Regions from separate parts of the Mus musculus genome. Here regions 1, 2, 3, 4, 5 and 7 are each linked to region 6. The links are chromatin contacts, called in public Hi-C, HiCAR-type, HiChIP or PLAC-seq and promoter capture Hi-C maps. All regions are on one chromosome and are shown on one strand. The core of a region is the stretch at or near the end of the contact, and the rest is flanking DNA. Distances in the headings are between cores, read along the strand shown. Region 1 holds the start of Ints4 (integrator complex subunit 4). Region 2 holds the start of Xrra1 (X-ray radiation resistance associated 1). Region 3 holds the start of Neu3 (neuraminidase 3). Region 4 holds the start of Pold3 (polymerase (DNA-directed), delta 3, accessory subunit). Region 5 holds the start of Ppme1 (protein phosphatase methylesterase 1). Region 6 holds the start of Emsy (EMSY, BRCA2-interacting transcriptional repressor). Region 7 holds the start of Lipt2 (lipoyl(octanoyl) transferase 2 (putative)).

Region 1 (3,245 bases), core at 87-2,586, 1.2 Mb before region 6:
AGGACACCTTTCCATCTGAGCTGTAACACAGTCTTCCTACGTATAGTATAGGATAAAGATAATCTATGTGTTTTTGGGTCCTCTGTACCTACCAACTTCCTGTTCCCTCCTCTAAATGTCCCATGTTTTGGTTAAAAAAGTAAAGAACAGGTGAGTTGTAAAACTCAAGAGCACCACATATCTCAGATGCAGGGTGTTCTTGTTTCTGTATTGTTTCATTACACTGTAAGCATGTTTTTGTTAGGTAGGGATTATCAGTATGCTTGTCGTGGAGGTCACTTGTTCAAGTACCAGAGTCTTAAAGGAGTGTTGTGTTAGAATCTGACTCCCCTATTTCTGCCTTCACTATTCACTTTAATATGGGTTAAATAATAACAGCAATTCCATTCTTATTCCTTCCTTCATTATTGATCTTAACAAGGGTTAAATAATAACAGGAACTCTATTCTACTCATTGTTCATGTTCTAGACTTATTTCCAGGGTCTTGATATTTGTACTTGCATTTTTTAGGCAAAATGAGATTTATCTTTCTATTATGTAGACTGTTTTCCAAAGAAAGACTACAAAGACCTTCTGAGAAGCAGACTTAACTTGAAAAACAAGGTTTTCTGAAACCTACCAACTACAATGAAGTTAAAAACCTGTAATTGAGTTTATGCTAAATGCTAATCATAATAAAGTTCCCTTTTTATTAAGCTTTGCTTGCTTGCCAAAGTCATAAAGAACCTTTGTAAGACTTTGAGGACACCTCATCCTTCTACTGTGGGTGTGTGTGTGTGGGTGTGTCTGTAATGGTAACATTTTTGCCTTTCTATATCTCAGTGTTGGCTCCTGGTTTTTGACACCACAACACGTGGCTTCATCCTCAGTCTCAAGATTCTTTTTCACTGTTTCCCAGCTGTCAGAGGAAGCATTAGTCTCTTCACCAGAGATTCGTGGAACACACTGACAGTCCTGATAGAGACTTGGCTCCGGGTGGACCACCAGCATTCTTAAATCTTCAGACTTGCAGAGTAGTACCATTCAGAAAAATGATCTTAAACCTTTCATTGATTCAACAGGAAGATTCTTGGCTTTCTTTTCTTTATCTTTCCGTTTTTCTTCTTCTTCTTTCTTATTGATGGATAACTTCTAAATTACTGTAACAAAGTAAAACGAACTTCGGGGAGGAGCTGGAACTATGGCAACACTCACCCTAAGATTCTAGCAGGGCACCTCCAGGATACAGCTCCGGGTTTTGCCTCCAGCTCCCACCAGCCCCGCCTTTTACTCCACCCATCTTCCAGGATGCACTCTAATTTCCGTCTCCCAGCAGTAGCGGCAGCCAATCGACTCACTGGGCAGTGGAGCTTCAGGAAGAGGCCTCTCTATCCAGCAACCCCACTGCTTTGTGGGATTGCAGCGAAATCGGTGCTGTAGAAAGGTTTCTCTCCACGTTCTCAGCAAGTACAGAAGCCGAGAAGGTCCGGTGCAGCCATGGCGGCGCACCTGAAAAAGCGGGTGTATGAGGAGTTCACTAAAGTGGTTCAGGTAAGCGCTGGCAGAAAAAGCCATGGACCAGTCTGCGCGGGAGGGTTGTCCGCACCCAGGCTGTTCTCCAGATCAGCGCCTAAGCTTGTGTGTAGCCGGCTTAGGTTTAGGTTCCTAGGCTGCGCGTCAGGCAGGGGGCGTGTTAGGTCGAGGCCGCTGTTCTCATGTGTACTCTGACTTTGGGGTTTGTTGTTGTTGTTGTATTTAAAGTTCTGGGACTAGAATTCGGGGTCTTAAGCATGCTAACTTATCACTCTATCCCAAAGTCACACTCCCAGCTCACTTGATAAAGACAAAACAAAATCATTGGGACAACGTGCTGTATAGTTTTAAAAACTGTCAGGTATCTTATTTTAATGTCTCACAGCTCGGTTGTGCCAGATCGGTTATATTTGCATTCTCCTGTCCTCAGTTGGTGGCAGAACTCCTCTTAACTCGTGTACCTCTAACTTTCAGAGACAAGTTGAGCTGTATGCAAAACCCCAAGCTGACTAAAGGTCTGTAGAATTCAAGGCTCAGACCAAGCAGGCAAGAGTCACAGGACGGCAAACCTATCATCCTCTCTCTTTTAAACATAGGTGGACCAAGAGAGCCCCTGTCAGAACTGTCAGTGTGCTCCACAGTGTCTCTGTAGAAGCGATGTATTCTGCTTCTTAAATTTCCATATGTACACAGATACATACAAAATATACGCGTCTTGAGGAATACTTAAATTTTTTATCTTTTTTGTAGTAGGGGAGATTGAGTGTAGGGCCTTATGCATGCTGAGGCATGTGGTCTACCACCGAGCTGTTACAGATCTCGCTCTTTTAGGGAGTTTGTTATGATGCAGATTATGTTCAATAGGTTGGTGGTGTGAGGCAAGATCTGCATTTTGACCAGGCCCGGGGGTTTATGCCAGTGGATCCCCAGCAGTCTTAGATATTTAGGCAGAGTGGTCTCATTAAGGAAAAAAAAAAATTTTTTTTTTCTTTGAGACAGGGTCTCACTATGTAGAGCAGGCTGATCATGAACAGGAAGGAATCAGCCTGCCTTTTCTTCCCAAGTGCAGGGATTAAAGGCTTGCATCACCATGCCTGATGGAAAATGACTCTTAAACCTTCCATTCATTCATTAATTCAACAGGAAAAAATTAAAGTATTTTCAAATACTTGAGTGATTTCTGTGTACCATGTGTGGTAGGAAGTCGTTGTCTATCAGAACCCCTGCTTTTGGGGAGTACATAGTCTAACTGGAGAGCCAGGGCAGTGTCTCTGTTATCGTCACAGAGAGAACTACACTGGCGAGTCGGTATTCTTCCATTCTCCTTAGCATTTTCTCCTTTTCCTAAAGCCCAGCTCTAACTTTCAGTGATCTCATACTGCCGTCTTCTCATGTTTGTTTATCGGCTATTGGTAAATTGGCTTTCTCTTTATTCGTCTTTCTTACAAAAGCTTACATTTTTTGTTCTTTATATTATATGCATGAGTGTTCTGTCTGCATGAATGTCAGTGTATCACGTGTGCAGTGCCAGAAGAGGGCATCAGATCCCCTAGAACGGAAATTACAGCCAGTTGTGAGTTACCAGGTGGGTGCTAGGAGTTGAACCTGGGGCCTGTGCAAGAGCAAGAATTCACTCTTAGCCCCTGAGTCATCTCTGCAGGTCCAGCTCTTTTTTTTTTTTTCTTTTTTAAAACCAAAACAAAAACCAAGGTCTCAGCTGGGGTGGCCCACC
Region 2 (3,474 bases), core at 802-3,301, 1.2 Mb after region 6:
TCTTTATAATGAGCCTATAATGAGAATACCTACAATGCTTATTGTGGTAAAGAAATACAAGTTCAGTAATGAGCAGTCATCCAGGGCTTTTTATGCTACACTAGAATTCAAACTTACCCTTCTAAGAAATCCTATATATTAGTGTATAGTATATACTATACACTATTATTGGGTCTAGTTCATTGAGCTATGTAAATAACCTTCCTCAAGTCACTTTATATAGTCTCTTTACATTCCACTCCTAAGTAACTTTCTCCAGTCTAACCCTACCTTTCACTAAGTTTACTTAAACCCTTCTAGTAAGCCTACTAAGAAATCTTAAGCACTATCATATTCTTTCCTCAAGAAAGACTTGAGGACCAGACAGATGGCTCAAGGCTTACAAGCCGAGTTTGGTCCCTGGATCCTGCACAAAGCCAGTTCCAGTCCAGGCCAGCTTAGCTACACAGCAAGACCCTGTCTCAAACTTGACTCTAAGGACCCTCCAAAAGACAAGGGGAACTGGGGACGTGGGTCAGTGGTGGAGTGCTGCCTACCATGTAGGAAGCTACACAAATGCGGGATGATCAGGCATCCATCTCTTAAGCCCTAGCCATCTGTTCCACACAGAGGAGTAATAGAGCATTTCGATTAAAATGTTTCAAGAAAAGTGGTTTACTATATGAAAGCACCATGCTTCACCCTCATCACATCAGCTGGGAAGGACAACCCTGGAAGGGGGCCAGAAGGTATGCTGGACTAAACCCCTCATTCTACAGAATAAGGAAGGCAATAAGGAGAACAGGCACATTTTAGGACACAGAGCTAGAGGCAAAACTAATGCCAGGCCCGTTTTTCAGGCAACTGTCTCTTGCAAGTTGCTGTGCAAGGGGCAAGATGGTCAATCCAGGAGCAGCGTTCCTCCCCTGACTCTTTCCTTTAAGCCCTTATGGACAAGGACGTGAAATTCTTTAGAAATTGTGTAGGCAGAGTGGAAAGCAGTCAGCTGGTACAGACAGAAAAGGCCACGCAGGGGAAGAGAAAGGCAGGGAACCCAAGAGGGACAAAGAATCTTAAGGCTTCCTATCAGACCAGCAAGGGAAGTCAACATACGAATATTTCATTATTTGACATATCATGAAAAAATTAAAAGAAACCAAAAAAAAAAAAAAAACCCTTAAAAACTTTAAAGGCCAAGGAACTCTTTGGGCTCTGTAGCAACACGCGAGGATGATGGTGGAAGGGTTTGGGGAATACTGACTTCGAGGAGATTCTTTCAATTTCTTTAGAAGTTCCATTTTCCACGTTGATGTTATGGGCATTTTCAAGAGTGGCCCTCCTAGCACAATAGAAACGTGATCATTATGGTGAAATATTGCCATAATTACGAGAAGCTGCGGTGGCGGTTAGGGACCAGCAGCACTTGCTTAAAGAGACGACTAAAGGGAAGGATTGTTTTCCAACGTGTAGAGAGGGCAAGTTACAAGTGTGCGTTCGTGTGCTACGGAGGAGCGCTCAAGGAGCCACAGAAAATAAGGGGGTGGGGATGGGAAGCTGGGCTCACCAGCTCCTGGGCATTCCCCGGGCTCTAGATTGTCCCCAGGACTAAGCTCCTCACCTTATCCAACAAACCACTGCGGCTGCTGCTTGTCCCGCAGCTGGGGCCGCCGCCAGCCCCACTACTGCCTCCGCCACCGCCGCTTCTCCCACCCTGCGACGCCGACGCTGCCATCTTGTCTCCCTCCGTGTCTCCCTCCCATACGACTTGTCCGAAGCCGATTGGCTGAAGCTGCTCATGTGATAGGCAGCGCAGAGCCCATCGGGATCCGTAGTCTGGTGTGCTGATGAGGGCTGAAAGAGGCCGCGGGGCTTGACGGGACTTGTAGTTAGAATCTGCCGTCGCCGGTTGCCGCCTCCGTTGCTAGCCACATCCTCGCGGTTACTAAGGAGTGGGTGGGGAAGGCTGTGGCAAGCGCCACCGTGGAGCGACTCCGAGATTCCCGTGAGGCTTGCAGGCGTGCACTCCGCCTGACAGGGACATCGCCTCCGCGGGCTCTTCGGAGGCGGAAACGACGCCGAAGGCAGGTGTGGCTGGAAACTTAATTTTGCTTGAATTATGAGTCTTTCCAGCCCCAGATGTTGTGTCCTAAGAAGGGAGGTAGAGCCTGCTCTTCACCCCTTTCTGTCCCTGAAGGTAGAATATCAGCTCGATTATTCTCTCCGAAGTAACCATAATCTCAGCTGTTAGTAATGTTTCCTGTAGAACTATCATTTATTGAGTGCCTACTGTGTGCTAGGCAGTGCCCTACATGCACTTACATCCACCCATTCTGTGTCTGTCTCAGGATAATGCTGTATAGACAAGAAAAGGAATTTTTCAGAAGCCAGAGAGCATAAGTCAGAACACACTTAAAACCAACTTTTTAGTTTTTTAAACTTAAAAGCATGTTTCCAGTTTGACAATGTGATTTTTATAAATATTGAGAGAAAAAAATATTGAGCACCAAAAAAACTTGACACTGAAACTAAGGCATATAAGGAAAATAGACCTGGGATATCTCATAGTAATATCACTTTATGCCATATTACATTGCATTATTTAGTTTTTATACCTACATATTTTCCATATGTGTACAGATGATCCGCCAGATACTGAATTCGCTAGACATTTTGTTTTGTTTTTCTGAGACAGGGTCTCACCATTAGGTCTAGCTGTCCTGAAACTCACTGTGTAGACAAATTGGCTTCAAACTCCCAGAGATCCACCTACCTCTGACTCCTTAGTGCTGGAACCAAAGGTGTATAATACCATGCCCAGCCTCTGAATCGCTTAGCATGTACTCAGTCCTGTTCTACACACTTAGAATATACCTCTGAATGAAAGAGACAAAATGTTCTTGGCAAGGCTATGTTCACATGATCACTAAAGAATAGCAGATTAGATTTCATCCTCGATTAAGCAATTCCTGGCCACTCCAGTTGTAAGGGTCCAAAAATCACTGAAAGAAGACCCCAGGCTCAGAGAGTATACAAAAACAAAGAGCATTTATTCTGCAGAAACACCAGCATGCAGGGGCCAACCATTCTTTGAAATGGTGACCCCAGATAAACGCATGCAGGCCTTCTTATAGAGAACTGAGGGAACTCTCTAGAAGGATTAGGTGATCTAAAATTTCATTGGTAGGTGCTGGGGGTGGGGGTGGGGGGGGTCATAGGTGATCAGAAGTCTACATTCCCATGTCATGAGCATTCAATCGTGTGATGAAATAGGGCTGACCAGTGCAAATGGCCCATTCTGAGATCAGATATTTTCCTATTTTTGTGGTTATCTCCAGGCTGTTCTTTGGGAGAGGGTTTTCTGATCTTGTTCTGGATTTTATGGTCTGTTCCTAGAGCTGGTGCCTTATGACCTACTTTCTGGGACTTATGGTCTATTCCTGAAGCTGGTGTCTTATGGCTTTTTGGAAATCAAGCCTGGTCCTCAAAATGGAGACA
Region 3 (3,613 bases), core at 841-3,340, 1.2 Mb after region 6:
CACCACTGGGCTGGCTCTATTCTAAGGATGCCTGTCTCTGAGTCCCACTTCGGGCAGTGCATAATGAAAGGCATAGCTTAGAGTACTTAACAGCTTTTACTGCTTGCAGATCCTCATCTATAAAATGAATTCAGTTCTACATAAAAAGAACAAATAAGCCTGAAGTAGCTGTTACAAAGCCTATTGCACAAGACATGGCAGTCACTATATCACTATTTTTCAGTTATAAATTGAAATAATAAATAAATCATTAATTTTCCCCCCTAAACAATGTCTTACTTTGTATCCCAGACTGACCTTGACTTGTTATCCTAGAACCTTAGGCTCCTGAGTGTTAGTTAGTTTGTGCCACCATGCCAAACAGGGCACATTATTTCTGACTCCTGAAACTGATGTAGAACAGTAGTCATGTACTATATACAATGTAATACTAGACTGAATATGTGTGTGTGTGTGTGTGTGTGTGTGTGTGTGTGTGTGGTGGTCCCACAGATTCTAATTGTGTTAAAGTTCCCATCACCCACAGACATCTTAGACACCAGTATCACAGCCCAGACATATAACACGTTTGTGATGTCAGTCATATACAAATATCTATGTACAGCTCATACAACTTGAAATGACAAAAAGCTACTTTACTGGCTTGCAATCATTCATTAGACTACACTTTGTTATTATCTTGGAATACAAACTTACAAACATTTACAGTGAAACAGCATATTACCTTAGCTGGCAGCAGCCTCACACAATCCATGCTTTCAGAATCTCTTGACACCATTTTTTCTTGTGTTTGACTTCATTTCATGTTTCACTCATCATGGCTCCAGCCGCAATAGGCATATATATGGAATATATATATATATATATATATATATATATATATATATATATATATTCTCCATACAGCCTAGCTGAGCCATACGATGTGCATACACACTGATGAAGTTCTCACAATGAAACCACATCATTGTTGTGTTCTCAGTACCAAGCCCCATCATTAAGCACTGCATTATTCTATCAATTACAACCTCCTCTTAGCACCTGGGCTGGTCTTGAACTTGTGATTCTCATGCCCCAGCCTCCTGAGTGCTTGGATTAACAGGAGCCAGGCCCCATGACTGGCTCTCATTTGTTAAAGGTTAGTAATGTGTACTTATCAGGACCATTCAAAAATGCTTTATAAACGTTAAGGCACTATACAAATTGATGTCTTTAATTATTGTGAATGCTGACCTTTTTACAATTCAGTTTTGGTTCTGCCATCACCTCAACAATTAAATTGTCATTAATTTTCACTATGATTATTCTAATAATAATGATGACAGTGGTAACACAGTGGCCTGGTCACACCTAAAGGATTCACCCAAACTATGTGCTCAGAACTAGGGGCTGAGAAGAATCTAGTACAGGTCTGCTTTGGAGTTGTTTGCTTTAGCAGATAATTCTGATTATTAATTACTGTTCCATACTCTCTCACCTTCCAACCAAGTCCTCTCTATTCTCTTTCTTGGGGAGAGTACAGTTTAGCACGACTTCTGAAGTCAGCCTTGTTTGAAGAGGAAAACTTAGGGGAGACCACTCAGTTGCAAATCTAGTATCAAAAACATTCCACCTTGGAACCTTTTTGGTCGCCCACAACTCCTCTATAGTAAGAAGACTTCACAGTCTCGGTTTGTTCCCACAGTTCTAAACTACAGCTGAAGTTTGGCTTTAGATGGAAGAAAGCAAAAGTAGAATGGTCCTAGCTGATTCTGGCTGACTCAGTCTTCCTTCCTGATGCAGGTCCCCACAGTCCCCGGCCGAATTCCGGGTGACTCTCACCCCAGCTCACCGGCTCCGGAGGCTCTCTGGGCTCTCCCGTGGAGTCTCGGAAGAAGGCCTGAAGCTGAGCTGGGGCGATGGAGACTGGATAACAGCGACAGAAACCACAGACGCTGAAACGAACCCAGTGACCGCTGCGCAAGAACTGGCAGTAATGAGACAAATATCCCAGGAGCAGAAGGAATGCGCTGGGGAGCAGGCGCCAGAGGACTGAGAGCAGCGTCTGGGTGTCAACCTCCCCGGCCAGGCCACGCCCCTTCACCGCGCAGTGCCCGCCCTGCTTGCTTCTCCACGCCCTTAACGATTGGTCTGTGGAAGGTATCACCGCCTAAAACTTCCCTAGACAGTCTAATTGTCGAACAAAGGTTCCGAGGCTCAGAGGGGACTCCTAAAAAGATAAAAGGTGGAAGGGGGTGTTTTCACACAAAGCACTGGACATTCTCCTTGCAAAAGGTTCCAAAATGTATATATTTATCAGGGCCTGGTGGTGCGGGGCTGTGGACTTTGCTAGTGTGGTAGAGACTGTTAAATTTCATCTGTCTGGACTACAAAATGAGTTTAAGGCCACCCTGAACAATTGCCCTTCTCGCAAGATTTTTAAAAAAAAGTATAAACAGAGCCGAGAAACCAGTTAGGTGGCAGAGCACTCGCCTAGCAGGTGCAACGTCCTAGGTTCACTCTCCTGTACCTTCGATAACTTATTGTATATTGTCTACACACATTTACATACATGTATCTGTCACCAAGTACTGAATCCATTCTCTTGTTTCACAATCACACGCAAGGACCATCCCATTCTTCCCCACCTACCAAAATCAAAAGAGGAAAAGGCCCCTCTTGACACACTGCAGCATCTAAGAGATCAGCCAGGGGTGGGGACAAAGAAAGCTAAAAATGACTGTTAAAAAAAAACAACAACAACACAAACAAACAAACAAACAAAAAAACAAACCGAAACAAACAAACAAACAAAACCCATCAGGTCAACAAGGCTACCAGAGGAGACTAAAAAGAAAATGAAAAAGTCACGACCAAAACAAAAACCCAAACAAACAAACATAAAAACCAAGATGTGGAGTACATTGGTATCAAAATTCACAGTGGTTCCTTATGTACCAGGTTAACATAATGAACTAGGACATTTAGCATAGTGGCATTACCCTGTGGGGAGTGACTTGTATTTGACTTATAATAGTAAGATGTATGATAGCACCCTTCACCTTATAATATAAGAAATCACACCCCCAAGTGTGGGTCTAACCACAGTAAGATAGAAAGCAGCACAGCAGGGCCGATTCGGCCGGACCCCATTCCTCCTCTGCCTGTGAGGATGCCAGGGGGCAGGGCCCTGTCCACCAAGGAGCAAAGTGACTTCCTTTTATTTCATCCCAGTCATGTTAGGAGTTTCTCTCCCAAATGGCTGCCTCCTCTAGTTCCAGTGTAAGAATATGGGGTCTTCTTTCTTTGAAGTGAACTTGATACTCAGAAGTAGAACTCACATGGAGAGAAACAATTGAAACTCATTTTTTTTGTTGGAACCAAGTAAAACATAAAGGAATTTGTCAAAAGATGAAGGGAAAGATGGAATATTAACTTAAAGGATGGAAAAACATTGACTCCTACTGAGTTTGAATCCCTGAGCCTGAGCAAATACCATGGGTACGGCAGTGAACGCTCTAAGGGATGGGCTTTCCTAAGACACAAGATCATAACAGGATGGGATTTTCCTTCATTCCTTTTTAAATAATGAGAGATTAGCCTGACAACACTGAAATAAAATAAAGTAGTTTCC
Region 4 (3,361 bases), core at 523-3,022, 1.5 Mb after region 6:
ACCTGAAACAAAAAACAATTTTTAAGGTTTTATTAGCTGATTCCAGAGTACAGATAAGTGCCAAGAGCCTGTTCCTAGGGACTCTTATTCTCGGATGGCTGTGTCCTGTAAACTACAGCAGATACCAACAAGAAAAAAACCATATGACAAGTAAGGCCAGGGTACTTACCTTACAAACACTAAGATGCTTCACAGACTGATCAATGCAAAAGAATCTACAAAGGTGGGTCAGAGAGATGGGCAGTGGGGAAAGGCACTTGCTACCACACCCTTAAGAACCTGGGTTTGGCCGGGCGGTGGTGGCACACGCCTTTAATCCCAGCATTTAGGAGGCTGAGGCAGGAGGATTTCTGAGTTCAAGGCCAGCCTGGTCTACAGAGTGAGTTCCCAGGACAGCCAAGGTTATACAGAGAAACCATGTCTCGAAAAACAAACAAACAAAAAGAGCCTGGGTTTGATTTGTTGGATTCGTACGGTGGAATGAGAGAACTGGTCCTCTGACATCCATAATTGTGACATAGCACAATTATGTGTGTGTGTGTGTGTGTGCGCGCGCGCACGCGCATGACACTAAACATAATAAGAAAAGTCTTAAGAGTCTACAAAGCCAAGCCAAAGATTATTTAGCTCAAACTCCTTGTCTTACTTAAAAGCTCTCTGACCCTCTTGTCTTTAAGAAGCTACCTAAAACTATCCTAAAATTTATCTAAAACCTAGCATTACTTGAAAGCACATAACCCAGGAACTTCTCAGTAAATTTGCAACTATTCAAATGTTAAGAGGAACAGGTGGTGTGGGAATCAAAAAAAAAAAAAAAGAGAGAGAGAAAAATGGATAAATGTAGTATGGGGTAATTTCAAGAACTAGGGGCATCGAGCCTCCATCCTTCCCTGACCCGGTATGTCTGTTGTTTCTTCCAAAGCTAAACGATGCACTCCCAATAAGAGGACTAATAAAGATTGGTCAGAGGCAGAGTGGCAGACAGAGGCAGAGGGGAAAGAGACAGACCTGGGATTCAAGAATTTATCTATCCAGCCCTAATGGCCCTTGACGCGTTTATACACGTCATTTGACCCTTGGCTAAATCCCACTTCTAGGGATAACACAAAAGCCTGGAGGACCCGGGAGGTGTGAGTCGGTGTACCAAACTGTGTCCATGGGCTCACAGCAGCAAAGGTCCATCACACCCAAGTCTCTTCATTTTTACGCTAGCCCGAGGAGGTGGGTCAAGCTGCTTTCAATATTTAAATTTCCAGGAAGAGGAAACTGTCTCTGGTGGGTAAAGCACCAGGCAGTCGCCTATGAAAGTCGGCCAGTCTCAACTGTCTTGAGGGGCCACCACCCGACAGAGCAGGGAAAGGAAGCCTCACGAACCCCGCTGGCTTCCCAGGCTCCACGCCCCCGGACCTCACAATCCCGCCCAAGGCCCCGGGGCTTGGGCGCGCGCCAGAAGCTCTGCCCGCAGGGCGTGTCTCCCTACGCGGGTTTCGCGGTGACCAGTGGCCACCTCAGCCGGTCCCCGAGAAGCCACAGGCACCGGGGGTCGCGACCCCTCGCCGACCGGGCAGGCCCAGTCCCCCGCACACCCGCCTCGCACGGCCCCGCCTTCCCCACCCCCGTGGTCCTAGCTCCTCACGATCTTGTTCTGGTCCGTGACGAACTCGTCTATGTTTTCTAGATACAGCTGTTCCGCCATGGTGGTGCGGCTTCGAGCCCCGCGCTCAACCCGCCCCAGCCGTAGCTCCCGCCGGCGGGAAACAGCTTCGCTCACTCTCGGGTCACAGGTCGTCTCCCAGGGCAACCAAGGCGCCGCGCTACGGCGGCGGGTGAGGGCCAAACTAGTGAGAGGCCAGCCAGGGCTGATGTAGGGGGAAGTTGGAGCGAGACCGACCGGAAGTGAGGCGCGAGCCCGTGGTTGTCGGTGTGCACCTGAGAACGTTGCGATTTCTCTGCTACCACAAGTAGACTGACTCATAACCTTATATTTCACCGCTGGGGGCGGGGGAGTGCTGTGGCCAAGAGTACACATGGAGCCTACATTGTAAAGGAGAGGGAGGAGGGGGAAGAGGGGGAGGAGGGGTGGCTTAAAAGAGTTGGTGTCAGGCGTGGTGGTGCAAAAGCAAGCAGATCTTTGTGAGCTGAAGACCACCCTGTTCTACCCATGGAGCTCCAACCTAGCCAGAGCTACCAAGTAAGAGTCACTAGATTAGGGACATGATCTTTGGGTCAACCAGGAGTTTCCCGGAAGATGTGAAAAGACTGGGGAAAAGAGCAGACGAGAAATCAAATCATTCTATTTGGCTGGAGTTATAAGTGAGACGATACACATAAAACCTTCAAGCTGTGCTCACCACGATCACACTAATAATAGCTGGTAACTGTGTTGTTACACGACAAACATATTGAGCAAGTGCTTTGAAAATGAAATTTCATTTAGTCTCATAGAAACCCAGCAAATGCATTGTGTGGTTTTCATAGAGAATCATAACAGATGCCTGTAAATAAACCCAAGATCATGTCAAAGAGATTACAGTTGTGTCTACAAATACACTGAAAGGTTTTAGGGTCAAAAACAAATCAGAGAAGAGTATCCCTTGGAATTTTCCCTCCCACGAATTAAGAGATGAAGAAAGTCTTTTAGTTTCATGTATATTCCCCAGATATATCACAATTACTTACTTACTGAGTAACTAGCATGTGGTGGGCATCTCTAGCAGTGACCCTAATCCTCAAGTAGTCTTGTTAGATTTTATTATCCCTTTATACACACACACACATACAAAAGATGAGGTCCCATCATTTCAAACCACCTTCATGTTGTTCATGGGAAGAGTGACTAGGAAACAACTGCAAGGACTTTGAGACAGGGTTTGTGTAAACAAAAACTATTTTAAGTATGATCTTGGGGCCAATGAGATAGCTCAGTGGGTAAAGTGCTTGCAGCACAGACCTGATGACCTGAGTTCAGTCCCAGGGAGCCACATAAAGATGGCAGGAGAGAACTGATTCCTTGGAGTCATCCTTTGGTCTCCACACACCATGGTACATGCAGGCCCATGTATATGCACAAAATAATTAATAAATAAAAATTCAAACTTACTGTATTCATAATGTCAGAACACCCACGTGTAATAGACTCTCAGCAAATGAATTTTGCTTGAAGTTTGGTTACAATGAAGGCATTGAGAGCTAAGTGAAAATACTGCTGAGAAAGAAGTAGAGCTCTGATGTGCCCACTGTGACTTACCATCACTGAATGGGCAGGGGCCATGTTAGACTTTGTATTTAAATATTCTCGTGTAATCTCGTCAACAATCTAGGATGTAAATATTACCTGTATACTAATATATAGATGTCAGAT
Region 5 (3,329 bases), core at 501-3,000, 1.7 Mb after region 6:
AAAACACATGAAGAATCATTACATTTATTTTTATACTTCAGGCTAATTTTCCAAAATAATGGTATAGGTCAGCTTCCAAATTTTCTTTATGTTAAAAGTTCAATCTTTATGTCTTTTCGAGACCAATCTTTATTTTATCTTATAACAAGCTTTCCATTTTACCTGCTATTATGCCTCCTCAGTCAATTTTTTTCTATTATAGATCATAACCTCTTGGATTCAGATTTTACCAATCATTTTAATAGCAGGACTCTCTCTCATCTCCTATACTCAGTCTTCACAGAACTGCATACATCTTTTCTTGCCTTTTGGTCAGTCTGTGGAAATTCTTGAAATATATCTACCAGCTTCTCTCTCCAATCCCAAATCCAACATAGGTCTCTTTTCTCTTTACCATCAGTAGTCCTCCAAATAGCCCAATGACTATCCAGTTCTCTCTGCCTTCCAGCAGCTCTTACTAGGATGTTCAACTATCACGATTTCTCCAGCAGGCAAGCATCCTATAACTATAAATGACACAGCCTGTCAGGGATCTAAATTTCTAAAGTTTCTTTCATTAGCTCAGCTTTTATATTGGGAGTGTAGCTCAGTGATGTGGCATTTATCTAGTTCTGGGTTCCAGCCTCAACACCACAAAAATTAATAAATGTTTCTAACCCACACACATAAGCACACACACACACTCAAGCCCTACTCCCTTTCCAGCAAACCATTTACTCCCATTTTATTGTTAAGTGGTTACTCCCAGTGCTTCACTAAGTCTAATTCTTAGACCAATAGATAGTTTCCCTCAGGTCCCATTTGCTTGGCAAAACAAAACAATTGACAAAATCTTCTTTGGTTTTCAGATTTTACCTCTCCAGTGCTTCCATTTAACAAATCCTACTCGAAATTATTTCTCAGTCTCTGGGATATCAGTGGTCACTGTTCCAAACTCAGCTGTCTTCCTCATCACACCCCCCCTATTTCCCTAGCCTCTGGGCTCACTCCCTTGATAACAGTCCCCTAGCCATGTTCTCTGTCTTTCCTTAGGCCTATTCTCCAAGTTTTCTGATTCACCCCCTCATTCTCTGAACTTGACTCTTACACTTCTGGAAACTTTCTCTAGAACCTTCTACTCCCTAGTCTTTGCCTCAGATGTTTTCTATAACCCTCAGGTAAAAACCTTCTTACTCCTGGCTCACTTACTTGATTCCCCAAACCCGTCAACTTTTCTCTCAGTCATTCCCTATTCCCCTCAACGATGCCAGATTTCTCCTCATCTCACTGATTCACTCTTTCTCCCAGACTCATCACTTCTAGAGTTGATTCCCGTCATCCCTTAGATTATCCTTTCATTTTCTCAACCTTGTCCTTATTCCCCTTCTCCAACAATGTTATCAGTCCTCCAGTGGACTACTCCCTTAGCGCCTCACCTAGTCCCCAAATCTACCTTCTACTCTATCTAAACACCTCCAGGCCAAGGCCAGCATTTCCTCCAATTCACAGCGTCCCTTCCCGTGGCACTCTGAATGCCCAGACACCAATCTCCAATGGCCTGGGCCTGGTCTCCTGGGAGAGTGGTACAAGTCACGTACCCCATCCGCATCTTGGCTCCGCTCTGACTGCCCCCGCTGCCGGGTAGAGGAGGGCGAGAAGGTAGGCGGCCGAGGTGCATGCTTTTTTCAAGGGCCGACATCAAAGGGAGGCCGCACGTCGACAACAGTGGCCCAAGGTCCGTCCCACGATACGTGCAGTACAACCGGTCACAGCTCTCTCCTCTAACGACGCCCAGTCGCCTTTGGACAGCAACCAGCCACCGGCAGCGCCGCCTACCGCCCACTGGCTCAGTAAGCCCCGCCCCCTCGCCGCAGCGCTTCCACCGGAAGTGCGCAACAGCCTTCGCACAAAGGAAACTGGGTAACGGAGTCTGCGGATCTCTCAGACTCCTATCAGAGAACTCGACAACCCTAGCAGGAAGAGACCTCTTGAAGGCAATGCATGCTGGACAATGAAGTCCTCAAATAGTGTATCAATTTGCGCTTGCGCAGATGCAGGTGCCCTGGTCCAACTTGGCCAAGGTAGGGAAGCAAAGCATCATGGGTGTTGTAGTCCATTTGCAGGGGCTCTAATTGGCGCCTTCTTTTGGCACCGCTTTCCGGGAACTGTTGGTGAAAGAGTGTTTCTTCCTGCGTCCCAGGCTTCCCAGCGGCGCCCGTTGCCGGGGAACGCAGGCGCCGTGGGAAGGGATGGCGGGAGCGTACAGCTTAGGAGCTGGCACCTGCGTTGAATTTGTGACGAAGGGCCCAGGCTCGGGATGAAACAACGGAAAGGCCAAGGGCCTGGGGGCGGCCGTGGGCGCAAAAAGAGAGGTAACTTTATTTCTTTAAGGTTGAGAAAAGCATAAAAGGGCTAAAGAATTCTAAGGAGACTTCCACCCGCTCCGGTTAAACAAAACAAAACAAAACAAAAGAGGACGGAAGAGAGACTAACTAGGGAACCAGAAAGTTAAGAGAATTTTTTTTTTTTTTAAAGAATGGAAAGGAAGTAGCGCCTGAGGGTCGATAAATGAGGCAAGTGAGGATTAATAGATACGGATAGGAGAACAACAAAATTAAACGTGCTCTTTTTACGACAGGGATACACGTATGTGTGTTAGAGGTATTCGGAGTAGGGGGAAGGGACATAACTCTGTCCGGAAAAACCTTAGATGGTGAAAGGGTGTGTGATAGAGGACATCGTGAAACCTGTAACCCAAGCTTACTCAAAAAGCAAATAAAACCACTTATATATATATATACCCTTCTACTTCTCTGATTTTTTCCTTGGGAAGCGATTGCGCTTCATAAGAATATACTGAGATCTCATCAGGAATCAATACAAGGAGTTTTTTCAACTAAAACAGTTTGTGTCCTGTAGCATGAAGAAAAAGATCTACCATAAAGCGCAGGGATAATTCGTTGAAATGGAAACATATGTGCATATATGGACTGCTCCTCACTTAGAATGACTTGAATCCAACTTAAATCCTCTTAGTTATCCAGCTCCTATAAGGGGGCCCTATGAACCCCAGGCTGGCCTTGAACTTGATCCGCCTGCAGAAAAACTCTTGGTTTTTTTTGTTTTGTTTGTTTGTTTGTTTGTTTTGTTTTTAAGTCTTCTCTAAATCTTTCAGAAAAGGTACTGACTGAAAGGAAAGCCAGAGTTGTAACTGATCGCTTCATTTACATATTATTCATCACCTTTCTGAACTCTAGTAAGATTTGACGTTAACATTTTGAACCCAGAACCAAAGGTAGCAGCAAACCTAAAAATGTTAGTCTCTGTCCTTGACTGTATGGTCTTGACAG
Region 6 (3,306 bases), core at 506-3,005:
TGCTGCTTCTGTCTGGTAGCCCCAAAGAGCTTGTCCTCCCTATCAGAGGAAAAACAAATCACATTACCAATGTATACGCAAGGATATAGAAAGCCTTCGACTGGCTACAAACTAAGATTGAAAAGATAACTCATACCATTTTCATCTCCACACTCCAGCTCCTGACAAAGGAAAAAAAACACCATTTGAGAGCACAATGACCCAGCTCATACTAACAGGGGAAAGAACAGGTTTTAAAGTCAAACACTTCTTGGTTCCAGTTCCAGCTTTACAACATAATTAGTTGTTTCATCCTTGTGAATTGGCCTCTCTGAACCCAATTTGTATGCCTTTATTTTAAAAAAAAAAAAAAAAAAAGTAATCCCAAGTTTGTTTCAAGTATTATTTAGAAAACAGGGCAAGCCAAGTTCTGTCATAGTGGCTGGCATATGACTTGCCAAACAGACTCTACCACCTGTGCAACCTTGGACAAGTGATTTGACCTCTGCCAGTTTCCTTAATAATAAGTTAGGAGATAAAATAAGCAAACGGTGGAGCATGTCATTTGGATAAATGAAACTCAATAACTCTTTTCTCAAGTTTTGGCAGTAAAAAAAGAGTCATTTCGACCAGTTACCAAAAGTTTAAAAGCCTAGAATTTCGCACTGTGAATTCCTTGGTCAAACAAAACTACACTACAGGTTGAGAACTCAGTAGATCTTCCTTAACATCTGTTAAACTGATAAATGGATGGTCAGCAGCAGAGTAGAATGAATGAATGAGCCAGCCTAAGAGTCAAACACTAAACCGATATGACTCTTCAACTGCGTTCCAGGCTCTGGGTTGCTAACTCCAACTCTTGGCCTCAAGTGGAGCCCCCTTCCCCCTACTTCCCATAGTCCTCTGAGCTCAGAACCAACTCTGAGCGAGCCAAACTGGATGGCGCGCCCCAGCTGGCAGGATGACATAAAGAAAGGGGGTGGAGAGGAGGAAGGGGCAGAGCCAAAGGAATCCGCTCGCTCCCCAAGCCAGTCCCCGCCTCCCGGTAGAATCTCGGAGGCGGCCGGCGACCGCCCGAATCGGGTACCACGTCACGGCATCCCAAAGCATCCCCTCCAGGGAAACGCACGGCGGGGCCGCACAGCAAAGGAAAGCCGGGCAGCAGAAGCCGGAGCGTGCTCCCGGCACCGGGGTCGCACCGACTCCGTCCCCCGCTCAAGTGTCAGCAGGCAGCCCGCCCCGCCCCCTCTCTAAACACGCACTCGCTCACAGCACCACAACAAGAGCAGCCCGCCCGGCTCCTCGCCCGCGCGGCTCCGAGCGGGTTCCAATGTCAAGCCCGCGCCCCCGCGGCCAGCAGCCAGTCTTGGGAACCCTGGCCAGCGTCCGCGCCTCGCGCACTCCTCAGCGGAGACGACAACGGAGAAAAAGCGGGGGCACGGACAGACAGTCAGACAACCCGGAGTCGCCTCGGGGCTCCTAGACCTCGACCTCCGGCGTCCCATCACCAGGCATGCCGGAGTCGCCCTCAGTCCACTTGAGGGAGCCCCGCGATCCCGTTAGGAAACAACGGAGGATGGGGCTGACCGACCCAAGCCGGGCTCCCCGTGCCTGGCCAAGCGCTCCCCTACCCTGGATAGCCTGCCAGCTTTTCCCAGGACCCTGCCTGAGAGACACCCACCTGCCCGGCCTTTCGGGGCTCATCTAAAAGGCTCCTCCGCCAAGACTAGGGGACACCAGGAATTAGGTTTGTTTGCGGTGCCTCAGAAGGGGCAAGATGGCGACAGATACCAGAGCGCAGGCGCAGGCGCGCGCGGCTCGCCGGGAGGTGTAGTTCGCCTTTCCCGCCTTTTGAGAAACGAGCACTCAAAAGCCTCCATTCTTCCTGTCCCTTTTCCTCTGCCTTTTGAAAGGAAAGGGCGGACAACGCGGGTCCTAGTGGGAGTTGTAGTCCGAGTCCAACCTCGCTCCTCTTTCTCTTGCTGCTTGCTGGTCACATGCGCAAGGAAGTCTGGGAGTGTAGTTCCTTTCGGCTTCTACATTACCCTCCAGTCTCCAGCTTCGCGCGCCTATCCTCCGGTCTTTCCCAGCCAATCAGCTGCTCTTTCGGCTGTACGTGTGGCGTCACACGTAGCGGTCAAGATGGCGTCTGTAATTGGAGCTGAGCTTCGACCTTTTCACTCTAGCGAGGGTTGGGATGAAAAGAACACAGCTTGGTCCCTGATGCCCAGTTGAGGATTAAGATCTGGTTCCGTAGACGCTTGGGAGTAGTCATCAGCGTCTTCCAGCCACCCAAACGACAACTCAAGAAAGGTTATCCACTACGGAGAGAGAAGACCTCACAGTGGCCCGTACACCTTTCTCGGTGTTAGGAGTTGCAAGTGGAGGAAAGGAATCCGAGCGGTCTCAGCTTGGAGTTACGCCATGTACGAAGTAGGAGAGGTAGTGATATCTCGTGCAAAATCTGACAAAGGGAAGAAGGGACTTACTTGAGGCACTACGACATGGTAGGTTCACCATCAGCCTTTGTTCTTAACCACACAATGTTGTGGAGGCCTTGTGCCCCTATTTTACAGATCGATAGGGACCCAATATATTGTTTCTCTGATCCAAGAACTCAAAGTTAATTTCTAGTATTATAAATCCCATCGAATTTTGTTGTGTCCTCCCTCTAAATAAAGAACTCTGGTAGCATCGGATGCAATGAAAGTGCAAATCTTGAGGAATTGTTAGTGTGCATCCTTCTGTTAGCAGATTCCCGTGAAAACTAGGGTAACCACTGGGAGGACATCTAGCTCAATGGCAGATTGCTTGTCAAGTATGTGCAAGACCTGGAGACCTGAATCGGATTCCTAGCACTAAGGGATGTTAGGATGGACACACGAGAAAAACTACCCTGTGGGAATATTAAGATACACAACGTGAATGAAAGTTCTTTTCCTAGTTCATTATGAATTACATTTATAATCTCAGCACTGTAGAAGTGGAAGAAGATGAGGAATGCAGGGTCAGACTGGACTGCAAGAGACACCGAGACCAAAACAAGAAAAAAGAAGAAGTTTTTAAGTAAATTGTGAACCACTGCATATGAGTCTACTCCTGCTCCTGAATGGAGCTGTAGGTTAGTCAGAAATAAAAAGGACCATTTCCTATACAGCTCTCCTGGCCTTCTTATTGCACCCTATTTTGAGGTCAGTTTCTTAAGAATACCTTGCAAGGTAGTAAATTAAGTCTTCTCGAGACAGGAATCAAAGGTGTACACCACCACCACCTCACTGGTAAATTAAGTTTTAATAGGAGGTTTTGTAATTTAACAGACATTCTATG
Region 7 (3,759 bases), core at 918-3,417, 1.5 Mb after region 6:
TAACTATTATCTGTGCTCTAGAGCCATGGGACTGGCAAGGGGCAGGTAATGAGTCTAATCCAGGATAACCGAGGTAGATTAGAGTCAGCAGAGGTTCAGATGTAGTGTTGAGGGAAATAAGAGGGGGGCAGGGTGGGGAGGGAGACTCTAGGCTGAGCCTGGCGGGTGTAGATTGGATTCAGCATGCTACGAGTAAACACCTTTTACAACAATGACCTCCTTAGGTCCTGAAAATTTGGGATCATTTTAGGGGCTTGGAGGCTGCCACATGGCCTTGGTGAAGGGTCTCAGTTCAATGACACCCACAACAAATGATTTAAACGGTTGTTCTTTCATTCTGCAAATATCTACTAAGGCCCTATAGGTGTCAGACACTAGTTAGAGGAGATGAGGACCCAAGAATCAAACTGTGTATCACCTACCCCATAGGAGTGCAAACACACAGTGACGGAACAGAAGATGTACCCAGATCCCTGGCTTTCCTCCTTATTCTGCTTCACACCAGGACAAGTATTCAGCAGGAACACTGAGTTCATCTTGTGCAGGAACCAAATCGCTGCAGTTACTTTCCCCACCCTACACGGAATTATTAATAAGATTTAGGTGCTCTGGAACAGGGTTTCCCAATGTCTCTTCTTCTCCCAGAGCCTGGAGCTATCTCAATGTTTATTTTTTAAACCACATCCCCATGTTGATGACTCACAATAACTTTTGTCATCCGCTCTGAAACCTGCTATTATATATGTTTGCCCATGCCAGTCTGTCCGCCTTATTAATTCTTGGCATTGAGCCTCACTCTGGTTGGTATTCTGTTCTTCCTCTTTCTGCTTCCTGGCCCACCCACACTCAGTGTTACTGGAGCTATTAACAGTCAAAGTCCATCCCAGCACGTAGGAGGCAGAGGCAGGAGGATCTTCTGTGATGGAGGAGGGAGGGGAGAACCTGCATGGCAGAGGTGGAGGGGTTCAGAGAGTGAGAAAGTCCACAGTGCAACGATGTAGGCTCAGGCTTTAGGCCGATATCTGAAAAGGAAATAAAGAAAAGGGGAAAAAATTAGTGGTCAGTGCAGATCTGAGATTATGTCCCAGGTTAGAATACCACACCAGAGACACACAGTGTGGTTAGAAACAGGGGCTGGTTATTAAAAAAAGAAAAACACTCCCAAGAATGGGCGTGAGCTAGTGGGCTAAGTAAAAGCCTTGGGGACTGAGGGCTCAGGACCCTTTATAAGACTTTGATAAGACATCTACCTCTCCAAATTGTAGTTCTGGGGACTTTTCTGGCACATTCTCTGTTGTATAAAGCTCAGGTCAGGAAGGGTTTCTGGGCCAATTAATCACAATTAATCTTGATATTCTGGCTTCCCGTCCCCTGTCCTTCCCTCGGCTTCTGGGACTGGGTTGTATGATGACTCAAGCTGGAGCTCCCTTCAGAGATCAGGGCTTCATAATGGAAGCAACTCCTACAAAGGTAACGGTGCCTTCCCAGGAGTAGCTTGTTTTTGTGACCCATCTATGTAGGATGTCCCATTTGCTTTAATCTAGAATAATTCTAATGGGTCAGGCCAGACTCGGAGCATTCCTGGGGGATAGCTAAGGAAAGAATCTAATGCAACTATTTCTCTGCTCAACTACAGCTTCTGCCTAATCCTGTTTCTTTCAAGTCTTATATATCTTGAAGTACCTGCTACGTCCCACACCGATCCACAATAAACCTCTTTGCACACTAGTCTCCCTTTCAGTTTTCGAGGAACTCAACATATTACTGAATTCTGTTTTTCTTTCCATCATTGAGGAAAATACGTAATAAATAAATTAATTAAATTAAAAAAAAGAATTTACATGGTGAAACAGAAAGACAATTTCTGAATATTGTCAAAAAAAAAAACTTTAATATTAGCTTGTCAGCTGTGAACACCTAAGCTTCCAGGGTTGGATCTTCGTTTCTCAAATACTCTACACTGCACGGTCCAAGTTCCTGCAGAACACAGAACATACTAAAAAATGATTATTGGAATGAATGGGTGGTTAAGACCAATCCTGCCTGGACTTCGGGTCACACAGGTAGGCGGGAACTGAAGCTCCACTCGGGCTGAAGCTCAGGGGCGTGGCCCAGAGTCCCCGCCCCGAGACCCGCCAGAAGGCGTGGCCCACGCACGCCGCCTCCCGCGCGATGTCGCTGCCTGTGGTCCGGCTCGTTTGGCTTGGTCGGGTGCACTACTCGGAGCTGCTGGCGTTGCAGGAGCATTGGCTACGGCGGCTACAGGCAGACCCTCGCCCTGGGACCCTGTCGGGGACCAAAGCGGGTGTGCTCTTGGTCTGCGAGCCAGCGGGGCCCGTATACACGGGCGGGCTACGCGGTGGCCTGACACCCGAGGAGACTACGCGGCTGAGGGCCTTGGGCGCCGAGGTGCGCGCCACCGGCCGCGGCGGCCTGGCCACTTTCCACGGCCCGGGCCAGTTGCTCTGCCACCCGGTGCTTGACTTGCGGCTCCTAGGCCTGCGCCTGCGCACCCACGTGGCGGCGCTGGAGGCGTGCGCCGTGCGACTGTGCGAACTTCGGGGCCTGCAGGGCGCCCGCGCGCGGCCGCCGCCCTACACTGGCGTCTGGCTGGGGGAGCGCAAGATCTGCGCGATCGGTGAGCGCGCCGGGGCGGGACCGGGGCGGAGCCTGGGCAGGGCTAACATCGGGGAGCGCTGGGCTGGACATGAACTCTGGGCATGAGCCACTGACCTCCCTCATGGAGCTGAGACAAAAGAGTCCTCTAGTTCAGTATGAATTGCCAGGTTTCTTCCTGTGACTCATAACGGGAGACAGGATGCCAAAATTTAAAACTTCCAATGCAAACGCAATTCTTGTGTTAAACGAATCTCGAAAATAAGGGCAGCTGATGTGTAACCACAGCCCCCACCGCCATTGACTTAGCCCCCAGATCCAGTCAGTGTTCCATCCAAGTTTCAAGGGATTGTGCCCAGGCCTCCTTACCTTTCAGCCCCAGAGGGATCCTGAGGCTCCCAAAGAAGGGAAGTATAACTATGCTAAGATATTTTGGCTTGTCTTGCAGGAGTCCGCTGTGGAAGACACATCACGTCCCACGGCTTGGCTCTGAACTGTTCAACCGACCTCACATGGTTTGAGCACATTGTGCCTTGTGGACTGGTTGGAACTGGAGTCACTTCCCTGAGTGAGGCGCTTCAAAGACTTGTCACTGTGGATGAAGTAATGCCATCATTCCTTGTGGCATTCAAGGAGACTTTCAAGTGCACGTTAATCTCTGAGGACAGCCCCAGCTGAAGGACATTCATTCACCTTATCCTTGGGATGATGGTTCTACAATAGAAAGCTTCTAGTCTGACTGAGTCCCCAGAACTACTCTGATTCACTGACCATGACAGGCCCTGAGCAATTGCTAGTCTGACTGAGTCCCCAGAACTACTCTGATTCACTGACCATGACAGGCCCTGAGCAATTGCTCCCTGTATCTCCTCACCTACCTCAGACGACATTATGAAAATACTATGAAAAGTCACAGGCTACCTAAAGCATCCCCATGACCATTAACACCTGTTAATGGAGACACTCCAGTGTTATTATCAACTGCCATTTCCTAATTACTTGCTACTTTTTCAGTGCTAACAGCAATTGTATCAGTTGTATCTAACAGCAGTTTTGACTCTTAGGTTTTTTGAGTTCTGTGGGAACCAAATCTCTGTGAGGCCCAGGGAAGTGATAAAGTTACTCTTCTCAGGAGACCTGGGT

What was found. Promoter capture Hi-C pulls out the DNA fragments that hold promoters and counts their contacts. A called contact is a pair of places that touch in the nucleus more often than the background predicts. HiCAR-type assays count read pairs that join an accessible place to other places. HiChIP or PLAC-seq counts read pairs in DNA pulled down with a chosen protein or histone mark.
Region 1: a contact with region 6 is called in a promoter capture Hi-C map of liver, with 4 times the contacts expected there. The contact joins the promoter of Ints4 here to the promoter of Emsy in region 6. A contact is called at or near these places in 1 of 39 promoter capture datasets (liver) and 1 of 484 Hi-C or Micro-C datasets (uterus).
Region 2: a Hi-C map of B cells shows a contact between it and region 6, with 7 read pairs. The contact joins the promoter of Xrra1 here to the promoter of Emsy in region 6. A contact is called at or near these places in 3 of 484 Hi-C or Micro-C datasets (B cells, embryonic stem cells and muscle stem cells) and 1 of 9 other capture datasets (liver).
Region 3: a contact with region 6 is called in a promoter capture Hi-C map of liver, with 4 times the contacts expected there. The contact joins the promoter of Neu3 here to the promoter of Emsy in region 6. A contact is called at or near these places in 4 of 39 promoter capture datasets (cranial neural crest, liver and pre-B cells).
Region 4: a contact with region 6 is called in a HiCAR-type map of astrocytes, with 2.0 times the contacts expected there. The contact joins the promoter of Pold3 here to the promoter of Emsy in region 6. A contact is called at or near these places in 2 of 39 promoter capture datasets (liver and neutrophils) and 1 of 115 datasets of contacts at active chromatin or transcription factors (astrocytes).
Region 5: a promoter capture Hi-C map of liver shows a contact between it and region 6, with 9 times the contacts expected there. The contact joins the promoter of Ppme1 here to the promoter of Emsy in region 6. A contact is called at or near these places in 3 of 39 promoter capture datasets (liver and pre-B cells), 4 of 484 Hi-C or Micro-C datasets (cerebral cortex, liver, pre-megakaryocyte-erythroid progenitors and 1 more), 3 of 115 datasets of contacts at active chromatin or transcription factors (astrocytes and embryonic stem cells) and 1 of 9 other capture datasets (liver).
Region 7: a FOXA1 HiChIP or PLAC-seq map of pancreatic cancer cells shows a contact between it and region 6. The contact joins the promoter of Lipt2 here to the promoter of Emsy in region 6. A contact is called at or near these places in 1 of 39 promoter capture datasets (liver) and 1 of 115 datasets of contacts at active chromatin or transcription factors (pancreatic cancer cells).

Annotation. Positions count from the first base shown.
Region 1 is chr7:97,479,620-97,482,864 of GRCm38.p6, forward strand. It overlaps Ints4 (integrator complex subunit 4), which reads left to right and starts at 1,337. Exons shown (of 23, transcript NM_027256.2): 1 at 1,337-1,531. The coding sequence starts at 1,478.
Region 2 is chr7:99,857,167-99,860,640 of GRCm38.p6, forward strand. It overlaps Xrra1 (X-ray radiation resistance associated 1), which reads left to right and starts at 2,052. Exons shown (of 19, transcript NM_001164258.1): 1 at 2,052-2,064. Spcs2 (signal peptidase complex subunit 2 homolog (S. cerevisiae)) reads right to left here and starts at 1,717. Exons shown (of 5, transcript NM_025668.3): 1 at 1,598-1,717. The coding sequence starts at 1,711.
Region 3 is chr7:99,826,327-99,829,939 of GRCm38.p6, forward strand. It overlaps Neu3 (neuraminidase 3), which reads right to left and starts at 2,091. Exons shown (of 3, transcript NM_016720.2): 1 at 1,832-2,091.
Region 4 is chr7:100,119,728-100,123,088 of GRCm38.p6, forward strand. It overlaps Pold3 (polymerase (DNA-directed), delta 3, accessory subunit), which reads right to left and starts at 1,773. Exons shown (of 12, transcript NM_133692.2): 1 at 1,637-1,773; 2 at 1-2. The coding sequence starts at 1,696.
Region 5 is chr7:100,370,146-100,373,474 of GRCm38.p6, forward strand. Ppme1 (protein phosphatase methylesterase 1) reads right to left here and starts at 1,751. Exons shown (of 14, transcript NM_028292.2): 1 at 1,578-1,751. The coding sequence starts at 1,678. C2cd3 (C2 calcium-dependent domain containing 3) reads left to right here and starts at 2,088. Exons shown (of 33, transcript NM_001017985.3): 1 at 2,088-2,351. The coding sequence starts at 2,297.
Region 6 is chr7:98,654,814-98,658,119 of GRCm38.p6, forward strand. It overlaps Emsy (EMSY, BRCA2-interacting transcriptional repressor), which reads right to left and starts at 1,756. Exons shown (of 20, transcript NM_172280.2): 1 at 1,661-1,756; 2 at 1-39.
Region 7 is chr7:100,157,110-100,160,868 of GRCm38.p6, forward strand. Lipt2 (lipoyl(octanoyl) transferase 2 (putative)) reads left to right here and starts at 2,168. Exons shown (of 2, transcript NM_026010.2): 1 at 2,168-2,638; 2 at 3,065-3,759. The coding sequence starts at 2,173. The coding sequence ends at 3,294. It overlaps Gm51452 (a long non-coding RNA gene), which reads right to left and starts at 3,067. Exons shown (of 2, transcript XR_003946658.1): 1 at 2,986-3,067; 2 at 1-1,022.